Regions from separate parts of the Mus musculus genome. Here region 2 is linked to region 1. A link is a contact called in public promoter capture Hi-C data. All regions are on one chromosome and are shown on one strand. Each heading gives the region's core, a stretch centred on a gene start, on an enhancer-like site or on the middle of the called end of the contact. The rest is flanking DNA. Distances are from core to core; before and after follow the strand shown. Region 1 holds the start of Prrt4 (proline-rich transmembrane protein 4). Region 2 has its middle 11 kb from the start of Fam71f1.

Evidence for each region. Promoter capture Hi-C pulls out the DNA fragments that hold promoters and counts their contacts.
Region 2: a promoter capture Hi-C map of embryonic stem cells shows a contact between it and region 1, with 2.5 times the contacts expected there. The contact joins the enhancer-like site here to the promoter of Prrt4 in region 1. A contact is called at or near these places in 6 of 39 promoter capture datasets (the C10 cell line, embryonic stem cells, liver and 1 more), 1 of 15 datasets of contacts at CTCF or cohesin (large pre-B cells), 6 of 115 datasets of contacts at active chromatin or transcription factors (the SCID.adh cell line, bone marrow-derived macrophages, embryonic stem cells and 2 more) and 3 of 9 other capture datasets (adipose tissue, liver and pancreatic islet).

Annotation. Positions count from the first base shown.
Region 1 is chr6:29,175,480-29,183,344 of GRCm38.p6, reverse strand. Prrt4 (proline-rich transmembrane protein 4) reads left to right here and starts at 3,761. Exons shown (of 5, transcript NM_001101443.1): 1 at 3,761-3,888; 2 at 5,514-6,228; 3 at 6,338-6,442; 4 at 6,778-6,903. The coding sequence starts at 5,577.
Region 2 is chr6:29,304,652-29,312,516 of GRCm38.p6, reverse strand. No RefSeq gene overlaps it. Among named protein-coding and RNA genes, the nearest start is that of Fam71f1, 11 kb to the left of the region's middle. Within about 2 kb of position 3,931, at least 27 of the 459 cell types and tissues checked have an H3K27ac peak or open chromatin away from gene starts, as enhancers often do. A contact at or near this core is called in embryonic stem cells and pancreatic cancer cells, where this site is marked.

The DNA.
Region 1 (7,865 bases), core at 2,512-5,011:
TACATTGGCACCTAGGCATCTGGGTTTGGGAAGATTACAATTCTAGATGCTGATATCTGATCTTGTCTTTGTTGGATTTTGTTGTTGTTGTTGTTCCCTGTTCCCGTCTAGTACTTAAAGCATGATGGCTGTGTGTTGCCTGATAGGAAATTCTTCTGGGATCCTGTTAGGTGTGGTCACTGAGGGTTCTGGGTAAAATGTGTTTCTATGTACTGGGAGCTGATACTTAGGAATGGCGATGGGCTAAGAAGTGGCTAAGGGTTCTGTAGAAGGGAGAAAAGTGTCCCACCAGGACCTGTTTAGTCCCCAAGGAATGGGGACAGAGAGGAAGTAAAGGCAGGTGGTCTGCTGAAGATCTGGGTATGAGATTAGGGGCATGGAATTGGGGGAGTAGAGGGAGACGTGAATAGCTACATGTGGCCTATCTGCTTCCCTGGCTGGGGTGACCTAGAGGTTCCCAGGGAATGCTAGCTGGGGTTGGGAATGAATGGAATGGGGGGTGAGGTTTGTGACCCCCTGGAGAAGGGGGTCGGTGGTGGGAAACAGGAGCAGGTGGTCTGCTACAGAGCTGGGGATGTGACTGAGGGGTTGATTTTGGGGGAGCTGAAGGAAAGGTGAAGATCTGCAGTTAGCCTACCTCCTTCCCTGCCTGAAGTCCTTTGATCAAGATTAAAGTTGGAGGGTGGGAGTGAAGTCCTGGTCAATAACTCTGGGCATGGTGGTATGTGCATGCAATCCCAGCATTCAGGAGGCAGAGGCAGGTGGATCTCTGTGAGTTCATGGCCAGCCTAGACTACATAGAGTTCCAGGATAGCCAGGGCTACGCAAAGAAATCCTATCTATAAAAGACAATACAAACAAAAACCCTCTGATCTTCCAGGTTGGGTTTGGTACTGTGTGGTGATCCAGCGGAGCTGGCTTTGAAGAATTCCTATGTTGGCTTCATTGATTATTTCTTCTCTGGCTGTGGAATGTCCCAGAGTAGAGCTTTCCAGTCTCCAGCCTGAAGAACAAAAGGGACCTGGTTGTGTGAGAAGGCTGGGATTCTCTGCATTCAGCATTCCAATGACCCCTGGACACTAAATCCCTTTGTTTTCAGTAAGGTATCTGTTATGACTTTTATATGCTCAGTCCAGGGAGTGGCACTACTAGAAGGGGTGGCCTTGTTGGAGTAGGTGTGGCCTGTGGATGTGGGCTTTAAGACCCTCATCCTAGCTACCAAGTCAGTTTTCTGCTAGGAGCCTTCAGATGAAGATGTAGAACTCTCAGCACTGCCTGCACCATGCCTGCCTGGATGCTGCCATGTTTCTGCCTTGATGATAATGGACTGAACCTCTGAACCTGTAAGCCAGCCCCAAGTAAATGCTGTCCTTATAAGAGTTGCCTTGGTCATGGTGTCTGCTCACAGCGCAAAACCCTAAGACAGTGCCTCAGTTCAGAGGATGCCCGAGGCTCTGCCAGTGTAGCACATCTTCTTCTCAAAGGAAAATCCCACAGGTCCTGCTGGTTATGGGATGGATGGCCCGCTTCCTGGTGGTTTGGAGTTAGGGAAGAGACCTAGGAGTTGAACTGTGCTTTGATTGGTCTTTCCTTTAGCCTATGCTCCCACGGTTCCTGAGGCATTTGGATTGCCAGCTTCTGAGAACAGTGTGATGTAAATCAACTTGACTCTGAGCTTCCTTTCTGCCAGGTGGAGACAGCTTTTTGCTCTGGGTGGCTAAGTCAGTCACTGTGCCCCTGCCAGCCATCCTGCATCAAAGGCCCTGTTGCTCGAGCCCCTTCCTGCTCTCCCCATCCCTGAAGAGTTATCAATTGACTCTGAGGTCTTCTTAATAACATTTTAATAGGGTTTTGGGAGGGAGTAAAATTAGAGGTATGAATTCAGCCACCATCTTAACCGAGAGTCCTGACTTCCCCTTTTCAATATCTTTGTAAAAATATCATTCTTGGGAATAAGCCTGCTTTGTCATGGAAGATTGCAATTTTAATGTGCTGGGATATGTTTATTTCTGCCTTTCCACTTAGAAGTCTTTAAATGAACATGATTAGCAAGAAATGAGGCTTTCTACGAGGGAGATTCAAAGAAAATGTCTCCGGTGGGATAGCGTTTATAAAACATATGAAAAAAAATTAGAGTCTGAATCCTAACACACTGCCTCTAGGCAGCCCCCAGTGGCCTGGGGAGAAGGGCAGAGTAGTGGTTTCCTTTAGGGACTCCTAGAGCACGGCTTTCCCAGTGTTTTGTTTGGAGACTCAGGATAAATCCCAGATTCACAGTCGGACTCTGAGAGCTTGGTGGGAGACCCAATTTGATCTTGAATCTATTGGTGGCATGAGTTCTGTGATCCAAAAATGAGTCTCAGATGCCTTTCTGAATTGCAACACATTGCCTGCTCTTCCCCTGACCAAAATATTATGCTATGTCTCTGCTTTCTGGGGCAGGACTAGCTCACTTTTGTCTACCTGTCTACTGAGGCTGGTTATCAGGTAGCCTGAGCTGGCCTCAAAAATCCCTCCATGGCCAACAACAGCAGTCTTGAACTTGGATCCTTTTGCCTTTACCACCTGAAGGGTGATGCTGGGTTTTTGTCTTCACACCCAGCAAAATGGGCAAGTCTTTTGCAGTTTGGTCTGTCAGCCTTTCTGTCTGTCTGGTTGGTTGGTTGGAGTTGTTTGTTTGTTTGAGAGAGTATCAATTTGTGAGTGTGACTGATCTCAAACTTTCAATCTTTCTGCCTCTGCCTGCCAAGTGACAGAATTAAAGACATTTCCCTCCCTCCCTCTCTCCCTCCCTCCGTGTGTGTGTGTGTGTGTGTGTGTGCGCGCGCGCGCGCGAGCGCCCGCATGTGCGCCCGCACGCACGTTTCTATCAAATTCACCGTTTTGGAAGAAAGAAAACATGAAGGGATTTAGAGACTCCAGACTAACAAACAAGCCACACTTTTTTTTTTTTTTTTTTTTTTTTTTCGAGACAGGGTTTCTCTGTATAACCCTGGCTGTCCTGGAACTCACTTTGTAGACCAGGATGGCCTCGAACTCAGAAATCCGCCTGCCTCAGCCTCCAACAAGCCACACTTAATCCTGTCAGTCAACAATACAGCCTTTAGATAGTGCAGCAGGCTTAGCGACTGCTCAGTACTCTTAGCTAGCAGTGCCATGAGGCTGGCTGGGTGCTCTTTCTTTGTTTCTATGTTCTTCTACCACGTCTTATTGGAGACAAATTGTGATCCACCTCGCACACCAGCTTGTCTCACTATTCTCTCCCACAGATATTTCTGAAGCTGAGTATTTTGGAGAGATTTTAGCAAAAGGAGACGCTATGAATGGGGATTGACATTTGGCAGTTGGCCTGCGAAGAAGCGTAGGAGGCCTTCCTCGGTGGTTGTATGTTTGCAAACCACCAGGTGGTGAAGAAGGCAAGCAGAAAGACTGAGTTCAAGTCTCCGCCAAACTGAGCAATCTTAAGCAATTTGATAAGTTCTGGGGACTTATCTATCTCTAAAATGGGAACACATTTGTTCCCATTGTTGTAAGGGAGAGCAGTAAGTCTTTATCCAGGGTTCAACGGAGTGGATTTTGATTGCTTGGGATACTAACCTATGCCAGACTACTGTTGCATGTGTGCACGTACTTGTGTGCGTGTGAATGTGTGTGTGTGCGCGCGCGCGCCCAGTGCCCTCGCCTGAGGGTGTTTCTCGGGAATGGCGTGCTTGTGGGTGTGTGCGTTGGGCTGTCCTCCGAGCCTGTGGCTGCCAGCGCCAGGCTGAGAACGAGGCACCGACTCTCCCGCAGCTGATTGGCAGCGCTGGGTGAATGAGTGCGCGTGGGGCCGGAGCAGCGAGGTGGCCGTGGCTCCGCGCTGATGTGCGCGCCCGCCTGCCGGCCCGGGTAGGGGCGGACCGCGAACAGCGGGCGGGCTAGGAGGAGGGAGAGGAGGGAGGGCGCGGGAGGCAGCGGGGAGGGCTGCAAGAAGCCCGGCAGCTGCGGGGCCCGGGCGCGGGCGCTGGGCCGGGGAGCCGGGCTCACAGCCAGGAGGCGGCGCCGCGGGGAGGGAGCGGAGTGCGGATCGCGAGCGCAGCCCGGCCGCCCGCCGCCTGCTAAGAGCGCTGCGGGTCGCAGACCCAGCCGGGGACAGACCGGCAGCTGCTGCGATCGCCCGGCAAGCCAAAGGGAATCCGGGGACTCTGAGCTCGAGTCCCGGCTTTGGGCGCAACGGAGAACAGGCTAGACTCGCCGAGCCTTGCCCTGCTGGGGCCCCCTGAGCCAGGGTGCCCCTTCTCCCGGGGGTTGGCCCCGGGGACTCGCCCGAGCGAGAGAAGCAGGTCCGTCGGTCTGGACTGGGGAAGCGGGAGTGTGGTGTGCGCACGCGCGTGTGCTTGTGTGCCTGCGAGGGGTGGGTGTGTAAGGGGCGTGAGATGGGGTTGATAGAAATGATGGTGTGTGGTGTATATGTACAGTGTGTTAGGATTGTGTGTGTTGCTGACTGCATATGCAGAGAGAGAGAGAGAGAGAGAGAGAGAGAGAGAGAGAGAGAGAGAGAGAGAGAGAGAGCGAGCCTACGTAGGAGGGAAAGGGGCGCATCAGGGTGGAGTGTGTATATGTGCAGGAGTGTGTGAAGGGTGCGTGGGTGAGTGTGTCACGGGTGCTAGGTGCGGCTGTGTGTGTGTGTGTGTGTGATGTAAGGGTACTGGGTGCACGTGTGTCCCTGGTTCATTCTCCCTTCCCCCACCAGATGTGTTCTGGGGAGGGGGGTAGCCTTTCTGCAGCTGCTGCCCCTTACCGAGCTTGCCTGCCTGACCTCCTTTCCTACGGAGCCAGAAAGGGTTAATGGTCCCTCCCTCAAAAACTCCTGAGGTCATGGGGAGGGTAGCTGCAGGCCAAACCCCTAGAAAGAGGGGAAAGGCTCCGGAGAGCCTCTGCTAGGCCCGGGACCCTGCTTCGCTGGCTGTATGGCCTTGCAGGTCAGATCACTCAGGCTTGTGACCTGCCCTTTCTGAGGGCCTTGTGCACCAGTGGTTTCTTGCTGGGTCTGGAGGTGGGGATCAGGAGCGAACCGGAAGGGTCTGCATTCTTTACCACTGTATTACTGGGACGATGCTTGATATACAGTGGGCCTCAGTAGATATTTGAGAGATGGGGGGTGGGGGATGGAGAAAGCTGGGTAGAGGGGTGGGTGAGGAGGGAGGGAATCTGCCTCTGGGAGGTTAAGTTGATTCCCTCTGTTCTGGCTCAGGATGAGGCTCCTGCTTGTAGTCAGACTTCTGGTCAGACATCAGGCCCCCTTGTGGGAAGGCTGGGTGTGCATGGCGGTAGTGTGTGCAGGGAAGAGATTTGCCCTGGAGCCTGCAGGTAGTGGAGAGGGGGCTGGCAAGAAGAGTTGCCATGCCTCTTTTAGGCAGAACACGTTGCCTGTGTTCCTGCACCTGCTTCTCTGTGATTAGAGCCATTGCCTGGGGCATCTGATCCGGGAAGAGGCGGGTGGAGGCCTTGACTCCCAGCACTTCTCCCTCTAGGACCCCTGAGCTGCTGAAGAAGTGAGCTCCCTGCCCACCCGCGTTGCTGAGCCAGGTGGGGCCATGGCAGGCCGCAGCTGCCTGGAGCTGGGGCTGTTCTGCTGGGTCCTGCTTGCCGTACCTGTGGGTCCACAGCCTGCTTCCTCTGTACCAGGTGCCCCTCTTACTACTCTGACCCCACCACCTCAGAGTGAGGCCTCTATGCTCTCTCTCAACCTGGGGCTAAACTTCAAATTCCATCTCCGGGGACCTGCTGCTGTCTGGGGAAATCCTGTCACCGAGACCCATCCTCTCTCTCCTGGACTAGGCCAGGAGTCTGAGGAAGAGGAGGAAGGCGATCTGAGGACTGATCCCCTTTGGGAACTGCTGGTGGGGTCCCCTGGGAACTACCTCCCAGAGTGGGGCTCTGCTGAAGGCAGCTTTACACCCTGGGCTTCCTCCCTGCCTCCCGAATCCACATCCCGCCTCTCAGGGCCCACCAAGCGGCCCACTGCTCACTCTCAACCTAGGATGGGCACCGTGACCTGGGCCACTGCTCTGACAGCGACAGCACCTCCAACCAGTGCTCCCAGGCCTCATCAGAGTGAGCTTGAGCTGAAGTTTGATGTAGCTTTAAGAGCAGGTGCAGCCCCCACTCTTGGTCATCGGTCGTTACCTCTGCTGCCCAGCCTGCGGGCCAGCCTGGCAGAGATTGCTGGGCGCCTGGGACCTTTTGGTAAGTAACCACTCCATTTGAGGTGAATCTTTGCTGGGCATGTTGATGAATTTATATACCCTGTCCACTGATAGATAGGAGGCAACTTCATCCCAGACGCCTCTTGCAGGGTTCTTTGGTACCACTGTGTCCCCACTCCGGAACTTCTCAAGGCAGAGTTACCCAGGCACAACAGCACATCCAAGTTTTGCTTTTGAAGTGTCAGATTCTCCTGGTGAGTGCTGGCTTTATTGTCACAAACATCTGCATGACATCAGCTGAGCTAGTGGTCTGTGGTGTGACCATCATCACCTTTCTTGGCCTGGGGAATGTCTGTATTGCTTTATCCAGGCTCCGGGACAAGGGCTGGTTGGTGTTCCTTGGGGAAGCAGTCTCTTTGCTATATTGATTCTGATTTGGTACTTGTTCGTGGAGTACCTGTGGCTACTGGCCCTGGGGCAAGGATTCTCTTAAGACAAGCTCAGAGGAAGGATAGAATTTCCTCCAAAGTCTCAAAGCCACGGCTAGCTGGTAGGATGGCATTTGAGCTCCATCTGCTTCTTTTTACAGGGCTCTTTGGCACCACGGGGTCGCGTCCTCCACCCCTCCTGGAAAGGAAGTTCTCAAGCCCAAGCCTGTTGGATTCAGTGGCTTCCCCGAGCTCTGCCTCAGTCAAGACAACACCAGTGCAACAAGGTGAGCATGCAAACGTTTGTATTTGACACACTGCAGTCACACTGAAGGTCCCGGGACCTTCCTATGTCACTGCCCTCATAACCATACCACCTCTCCCTTCATTGTCACCATGGAGCAATTATATATTAATAATCTAACAGGTATTGTCTGGGAAGATACTACATGGAGTTAGGGAAGTGTTCTCTGAGGTGTCTGCTGCTGTAGGTGAGTCAGAGCCAACTAGCAGAGGCAGGAGCTACTTCATGGTCTCTGCAGCATCTCTCCCTCCGCTCCATCTTGGGTGCCTCGTCTCCCTTCCTACCTCCACTCTGCTCAGCCTTGGAGTTTTCCCCTCTGCTGTTTGATCTGCCATGACATGTTGTCAGACCTGGACATGGCTGAGCCCTTCACAGAGAAGACATTAAAGAGAGAACCATGAACAGACAGGTGCCACCTTTGCTCCAGGGAGCCTTTCAGAACATGCACCTAGACAGGTTAATGGTGCCAAGGAAACATTTGACCTCTTTGAGCCTAAGTCTTCTCACTTATATAGGGTCTGATAATAGAACACTTTGTGGTGTGTGTGTGTGTGTGTGTGTGTGTGTGTGTGTGTTTGTGAAATTCTAATGTCTCCAGATAGTGTAAACCCTTGCTGGATACCAAGTAGAAACTCACTGAACAGTGCTCCTTAACTTAGCCTCGTGCTCACACTGCACCCCAAATACACTTTCAGATTCAGCCGTGCAGATATCCTGGCCTTGGCCCCATCTGCTGATGGGACGACAGAGTTCCCAGGGCAGAGGGCAGGGATGCTCAAAGAGAAGCTTTGCTAAATGAGGCCGTGGAAGCCATGGGTAGGGACTTCCAGCCCAGCTTTGTTCTTCTAAAGACTTGCTGTGTCTGTGAAACATCTAAGCTACTCTGTCCTAAGCTCAGCCACGAAGAAGCTCTGGCTTCTTCCAGCCCCAACCCTGACAATCCTT
Region 2 (7,865 bases), core at 2,682-5,181, 130 kb before region 1:
TCTCAGCAGTGTTAGGATTATAGATGCACATCACTATGTTTGGCTAATAAGTTTTTCAAAGAGGCATAATTATTTGCATGCATGTGCCTGTGTGAACCTGTGTGAATTTATGTAGATCATGTATGTGCAGACAGATGCCCATGGAGGACAGAAAGCACTGGATCCCTTGGTTCTGAGTTACAGGCAGTTTTGAGCTGCCTGCTATGGCAGGACAGACTCAGGTCTTCTGCAAGAGCTCTCCTCAGCCTCTGGTTTATTTGGTTTAGTGTTTGGCTTGTTTCCCCCTCCCAGGCTTTTTTTTTTTTTAAAGTACACAAAACCCCAAAGAACTTTAAAATCTGCTCTGCACCATTGGATACATAAACCAAACAATTTAAATGCAAAATCTGAAACTGAAACTATGGATTCTCTGCAAACATGAAGTGTTTTCTTAGTACAGCTGCTTGTATCAGGTAATTTCACTGTTAGGAATAATACATCAACCAGTGAATTGTGGTTTTCTTATCTATCTATCTATCTATCTATCTATCTATCTTTCTATCATGTGTGTCAGTGTGAGGGTGTCTGGTCCCCTGGAATTGGAGTTACAGACAGTTGTGAGCCACCATGGGGTGTTGAGAATTGAACCCTGGTCCTGTGGAAGAGCAGTCAGTGCTCTTAACGTCTGAGCTGTTTCTTCATCCCAGAATTGTGATTTTCTTAATGCCTGCGTCATTAAACAAATTAGCATAAAACACAAAGCTCTTCTTTGGCACAACTGTTTATGTCTGTGACCAACACCAAGTCCCCGCACACGGACAGCCACTATATTCTAAGTTACAAAATAGGATATATGTTTCATAAACTTGACTTTAAATAAAAGGATCTGCTTTCCAGAAGAAGAAATAAGCAGATCCATACTCCACAAATTTATTATTTATTTGGCATTGTTTGAGGCAGGTTTTTATACAGCCAAGGCTGGCTCCAGACCTGAAATGTAGCTGCGGCAGTTTAACTGAGAATGTCCTTCATAGACTCAAGTATCTGAATTCTTGGTTCTCAGTCGATGGCTTAGGGAAGAGTGGCCTTGTGGGAGGAAGTATGTCCTTGGGGAGGATTTTGAGGACTTAAGGAGTCCTGCCGCCGTTTTTTAGTGCATCCTCTCCACTTCCTGTTTGTGACTGAGGCTATGTACCCTCAACCTCTGCCTGTCTCACCATGTGTCCTGCATGCCTGCTGTCATGATGGAGTCTTATGCTCCTGCAACCACAAGTCAAGGCAAACTGTTTCTTCCATAAATTGCCTCAGTCATGATGTCTTATCACAGCAACAGAACAGCAGCCAATACGGTAGCTGAGGATGGCTCTGAACTACACCTTGTTCATGATGTCTTATCACAGCAACAGAACAGCAGCCAATACGGTAGCTGAGGATGGCTCTGAACTACACCTTGTTCATGAGGTGCTAGGAATCAACTCCATGGCTTTATGCAGGCTACTCAAACACCCTTCCAACTAGACAAGCACTCTATCAACTCAAGTTGCTTTCCACGAGATTGTATTTCCTATGGGGAACCAGCTTTCATTGAAGAAATAGAAGATTCCAAATAAGGGCAGAAAAAGTACAAGGAAAGACTAGAACATTTTGAATGACAGAAAGGGAAAGAGTGGGTCACTTGTGAGGGTTTACACCTTTAATCCCAGCACGAGTGTGGTCTACAGAATGAGTTTCAAGCTAGCCAGAGGAAAATAGTGAGAGCTTATCTCAAAAAAAAAAAAAAAAAAAAAAAAAAAAGAGGTGGGGGGGCAAGCCAAAAGAACAGAATACAGAGGCCACCCTGGAGATGCTGCCACTGGCCAGGTCTGGGACAGTTTGAGCACCAAAGCAAGTAATAAGACTGAATTGTGGGGCTGGAGAGATGGCTCAGAGGTTAAGAGCACTGGCTGCTTGCTCTTCCAGAGGTCCTGAGTTCAACTCCCAGCAAACACCTGGTGGCTTACAACCATCTGTAATGGGATCTGATGCCCTCTTCTGGTGTGTCTGAAGACAGCTACAGTGTACAGTGTATATAAATGAAATAGATAAATCTTTTTTTTCTCTTTTTAATGAATGAGTTGCAAACCCTTGACTCAAACTAGAACTGTGAGCCATACTGATGATGAATGGCTAGATGAGTAGGTGATAAGACTACAAAACTTCTCGTGATAAGCTTCCAGCTAGTAGTAGAAGGGGTAACAGAAATAGAAATGTACTACCTGAGTAATACATTGCCACCTGAGTGCTGGTTGGTCCAGGGAGCAAGTGTTGACTATGCCTGAGTCTAGTGAGTAGAGGAAATGTGCTGATGGACTGGTTATCCACGCAACCGGGAATATCTTCCAGACATTTCTACTGACTTTCAAAAGGAAAAGGAATGCTATGACAGAAAAAATCTGGCAGACAATAGACTCAGCTCTCCAGATGTGAGGCTCTGTGAACAGTACCATTTCCAGGGTATTCCTTCCCAGAAAACATGACCCCAGGATCGAGGACTCATCCTGAAGAAACATCAGACAGGGCCATGGGTAATGTAAGGCTTAGGCCGTCTAACCCTGTTGAAAATGTGGAAGCCGAGGAAAAATCAAAACATGGCTCCAAGCTGGTGGCATCTGGGGCAGGGTGAGAGTGGGAATGTGAAAAAAACAGCTTCTGAAGTGGAAACGTAAGGGTTCTTGGAAAGTCAGCTGGATGGTGTTTTGCTGGGGCAAACATGTGAAGGAACATTTAGCTGAAGTGGACACAGGTGAAAGGCTCTGACAGACTCATAAAAGAACATTTGGCTGAAGCAGACACAGGAGAGAGGATGTTCTGCTAAAGCAAGCATGGGAAAGGACACGAGATAAAGGATCCTTCACTAACGACACACATGTATTATTGGTTCGCCTTACATTGCGTAGTTGAGCTGCATTTTTCGGGATTCCATAAAAAGAAACACACCAAAAAGTTTCTGGTAGTGTGCTACAATTTCTTGCTGCTTCTGTGAACTTAGGCTGATTGGCAGAGTGCTGTCAGCTGAGACAAGACACGTGCTGAGGTAAGACAAGTGGAGGACACGTGATGTTTGAAGGGAATATAAAAAAGACTCAGTCGACAGTGACGGAGGCTGAGCTAAGCTTGCTTATAGAACTAACGGCTGAGGCACAGCAGAGAACTTCTCCTGGAGTTCCCGTTGACCTTGGTCCCTCCGGCTGACTAGTACATGCCGCGAACTGCCCTCAGTCGGGCCCCCCCCTCAATTCGAGGGAGTGGTACAGGTGGGCAGGAGTCAGCAAAAAGTGACAAACAAATACGGACACAAGGGAGTGTGCTGTATCTGAATGTAATTTCAAAGTGAGCATCAGTCTTATAATACAGAAGAAAAACCAGAAAGGTAGGTGAATACATCTGCCTAGGTACATTGAGATGCATTATGGTACTTTACACAAAACAAAGAAAATGCATACATAAAAAGCTGGGGGAGGGGGGAGCCAGGCAGTGTTTACAACTGAGATAGGAACAGCCCTTAAGATCAGCTAAACACGCCTTTAATCCCAGCACTTGGGAGGCAGAGGCAGGCGGATTTCTGAGTTTGAGGCCAGCCTGGTCTACAGAGTGAGTTCCAGGACAGCCAGGACTACACAGAGAAACCCTGTCTCGAGGAAAAAAAAAAATCAGCTAAACACAGGAGCCAGGTGATTCGTCTGATGCAATGCTAGTCTACTGTTAAACCCATCACTAGGGGTCCCTTAGTATACGATATTCCTCTGGGCCTAGTGAAAAACATGCACCAGGGGAATTCCGTTCTACTGACCCTTTCATGAATAATACTTCAGTTCCTCCTAAAACCACAACCCACCTTCTTCCTAGGCCATTGTAAATTCCTGTGTATGGGAGTGACTCAGCTATCTATTGTTCTAAGTATTATGTAGACTAGTCCTGAGATTATTAGCTCTATTCTAGTGAATCGTAATGCCTGATTTCTTTCACTGTCTCCCTTACAGTACTAGAAGCAATTCTGAATGTTACTGAATAGGTAACATTCTTACTGAATTCCAAGCCCAGGGTTGGCTCAAGGACTACCTAGGACATTGGAACACTGGTGGAGGCTAATCTAACTTAGCTATATGTCAAAATCAATCCTTAAAGTCACTTATAATAAAACAATACTGAGGGAAAGCACACAGATCCGTTCACCGACTAAGGCAAGGACAGATTTGGAGCGTTCATTTTACAGGATGCCACGGTTCCAGGAGACTAAGTTTCCATGAAATTTTCACCTCAGGACTACGTCCAGGCTTTTGGGCCTGTCATGAGAGTCACTACTGGAGTGGGTGTGGCAGTAAGGAGGCTGAGGCCTGGCCATCTCTGCTGTGTAGTGTCACCACTGCAATTTGTGTTTGCTATCCCAACTTTACCAAACTGAACTGCTGGTGAATCCATGAAATGTTTACGAGTGAATCGAACTGCCACTGCTAACCTGTGAACTAAACTACTCATTTCCTGACAACACAGACAGGAGTTGCTCCAAAGAACCTTTCTAAACAGGACCGCTTTCCCCATATCCTTTTGTTTTCCACTACCTCTGGTGGGTGCTGGGCTATAAGGGAGGTTAAAGTGTTTAAGAACCATCATTAAACGTAGACTTTAAAATGTTACAAACTGCTATGAATATTTATGAATGGAAGTGTTCATAGCAACTTATCACCCAAACTGGAAACAGCCCAGATGTCTTTGGACAGATGAGCTAATAGACTGTTTCATCCACAGTGAATCCCATTCGGAAACAAACAGGAACATGGTTGTTGATTTGAGCAACACATGAAGCGAAAGAAGACAGAAATCAAGACAGCTGATTCTGTGTAGAGAGATGTCCCTTCTTTCTCCAACATGGGAGTTCTCCGCAATCTATGAACATTGTTGAACTCTGATATAAAGGAGTCCCAGAATTGCTTACTCATACCCCATAAGAAACAAATTATCAACTAAAGCACAAAGTTTCCAGATACTTCTTTTGGTAGCTACCCAGTCAGTACACTGTTTCCCAAAGTCACTCGGGTTGGCTTTCTTCTTCTCCACTTTCCTTGATGTCATTCATTTGTCAAAAGTCACACCCTGGCTTACCTCACAATCCAGGTAAGACAGACTTTTTTTTTTCTTCCCTTTATATACAGTGAAACTCACTCTTTGTGGGATACAACACATCCTTTTTGAACATTTGTTTATCTTTGTGCATGTGTGTGTGCATATGCCACAATGTATGGAAGTCAGTAGGTAGCCTTTGGGAATTGATTCTCCACCATTAGGTCCTGGAAAATGAACCTAGATTGGCAGAGTAGGTGGCAAGTTCTTTTACTCATTCTATTTATTACTTTTCTATAACTGTGATAAAATACCACGACCAAAGCAACTTAAGTGTGTAGGAGGTTAATTTTAGCCTATGGTTCTTGAGGGATAAAGCCCACTGTGGCAGGGAAGGCATCACATGATGGAGCAGGAAGCTGGCTGATCACATTTTTATCCTTACACAGGAAACAGAAAGAGGGAGCAGGAAGTGAAAACAGTGGAAACAGCCTCTAAGCCTGCCCCCAGAAGCCTGCTTCCTACAGCAAGGCTGCACCTCCTAAAATATTCCACAGCCTCCCCTGAAGAGCTCCACCAGCCAGGGACCAAGAGCTCAGATACATAAGCCTGTGGGGCATATTTCTCATTCAGACCCATGGGCTATTGAGCCATCACACAGGAAACCTTTGTTGCTGGTGTCTAGTTTATTTTGTTGCCATCTGATTATTTATTTGGTGTGATCTTTTTCTTTCTTTCATCTTAAAAAACTGAGGTTAGGTCGGCAGACTGCTCTATGAATAAAGGCTCCTGCCACCAAATCCAATGACCCGTGCTCAGTCTGCAGAACTCACATGCTCGAGGGAGAGAACTGACTCCAAAGAAACATCCTCTGACCTCAACACATTCACTGTATGCACCTACAGCCCCCTTAAAAAATATATATATACATATATATATATATATATATATATACACGCTGAAGTTTCTTTAGTAGACCAAAGACTAACTAAATGAGCATTCTATTCTAGTGCACTTATATAGTATTTTTGATGGAGTGTCCTATAAACGTGAGTTGGTCTAGTTGGTTGATATTGTAATTAATAATTTCCATATTCTTACTACTTTTTTAAACAACTCATGATGGGTTATATCATCTTCCTGATGTAACCACCCCTTCTTCTCTTAAGTTGCTACCTATTAGATATTTTGTCCCAGCTATGAAAAAGGTAACTAACATACTCATGATCATAGAAGGTGATTTAAATATGAAAAGGCCCTTCGAAAGGCCTAGTGGCACACACCTATAATCCCAGCACTGCTAAGGCAAAGACAGGAGGATCTGGGGTTCAGAGCTGTTCTTGAGATCTGTCTTATCAACAAGTGGTTGGACCAAGAGGGTTTTTACTAATAAAAAGATTATTTCATTGATGGATTCATAATTTGATGGCAGTATTGAGAAGTAGTAGAAACTAGGAGGTGGGACCTATTAGAGGAAGTAGGTCATAGTATGGGGAGTTGAGGGAGAGTACTCTGAAAGAGCATCCCTCCTGCTTTGATATACTTTGTTCCCAGTCACTCTCTTGTTCTCTCAGCCTGCTTTTTGTTTGAATACTTTGTAACAGTGATGAAAGGCTAACTAACACAGTGTTTAACACAGTTTTCAAGAAGCAGAGGGCTGGAAAGATTGCTTAGTGGTTAGTGCAGCGGCCAATCCTGTAGAGTACTCCAGTTCAATTCCCAGTACCTGCGGCAGCTCACAGCGATCTGCAATTCCAGCTCCAAGGAATCAACTGCCCTCTTCTGGCCTCCTTGGGCACTGCACAACACATGGTGAACATAGACAGGCAAACCATCCATTAACATAAAATAAAATTTAAAAGGATTACACTTTAAAAAAGAAATCACAAAAAATTAGAATTTGTGTGTGTGGGGGTTAACTCCATTGGTATTGTCAGTAGCAGAGTGGAGTGAAGGACGCCCAGGAGAACTTGACCTGGTTGCCCTGGAGTATGGCAGTAGGAACTACAGAAACAAAGACTTTGGTAGCAGCATCCTTTAAAGGATGTCCATCATTGTAGTATACAACCTTCCTTATGCCTTGCTGTAAGAGAATAAACTCTCGATGGTGTGAAGAAGATACAGGTCATATAGACGACAGGCTGGCCCTAAGCAGCTCCAGGAGCTCGGCTGAAGGGAGCTACAGCTGCATAACGAAGAAGCATTGGACTCTGACTCCACTGGCAGCAGGGAAGCACCTTCAATCTGCAGTGACAACCCAGAAGAGACTTCAGATGGACACCAAGCTGGAGTGAGTAGGTCAGAACATAACATGAGTGGCTCTGAGGAAGCTGTACAGAATGACTGGGCTTGCTGTTAGGAGAAAATGAAGCCAATAGAGTCTTGTCAGCCCAAGAGCCCAGAAGAACAAGGTCTGGGAAGAGTTGAACTAAGGAGCCTGAGGCACAGCTCCAGTGGGAAGGAGGGAGGAGTATTGGGAAGTGGAGCTGGTGATCAATCGAGCAGAGAATCAATAAAGAGCAGGTCAGTCACCTACCAGTGGCTTTCAGTCTTGTTCCACAGAATCTTCTGTTCATACCAATCACCTTGCCATACCCTTTCACAGTGATCAGAATCTATGTGCACATATACAATAAAGCACTCTGCTCCAACTGTAATATAAAAGGAAACCTGCAAGACAGCGAATGTCAATAGTAAATGTTCCAAGCTACTCGATTAGAAGTCACGAAATAGAATTGGAAACAAACCCAGAAGGTAGAAATTACAAAGGCAGACGCACAAGGTGGGAC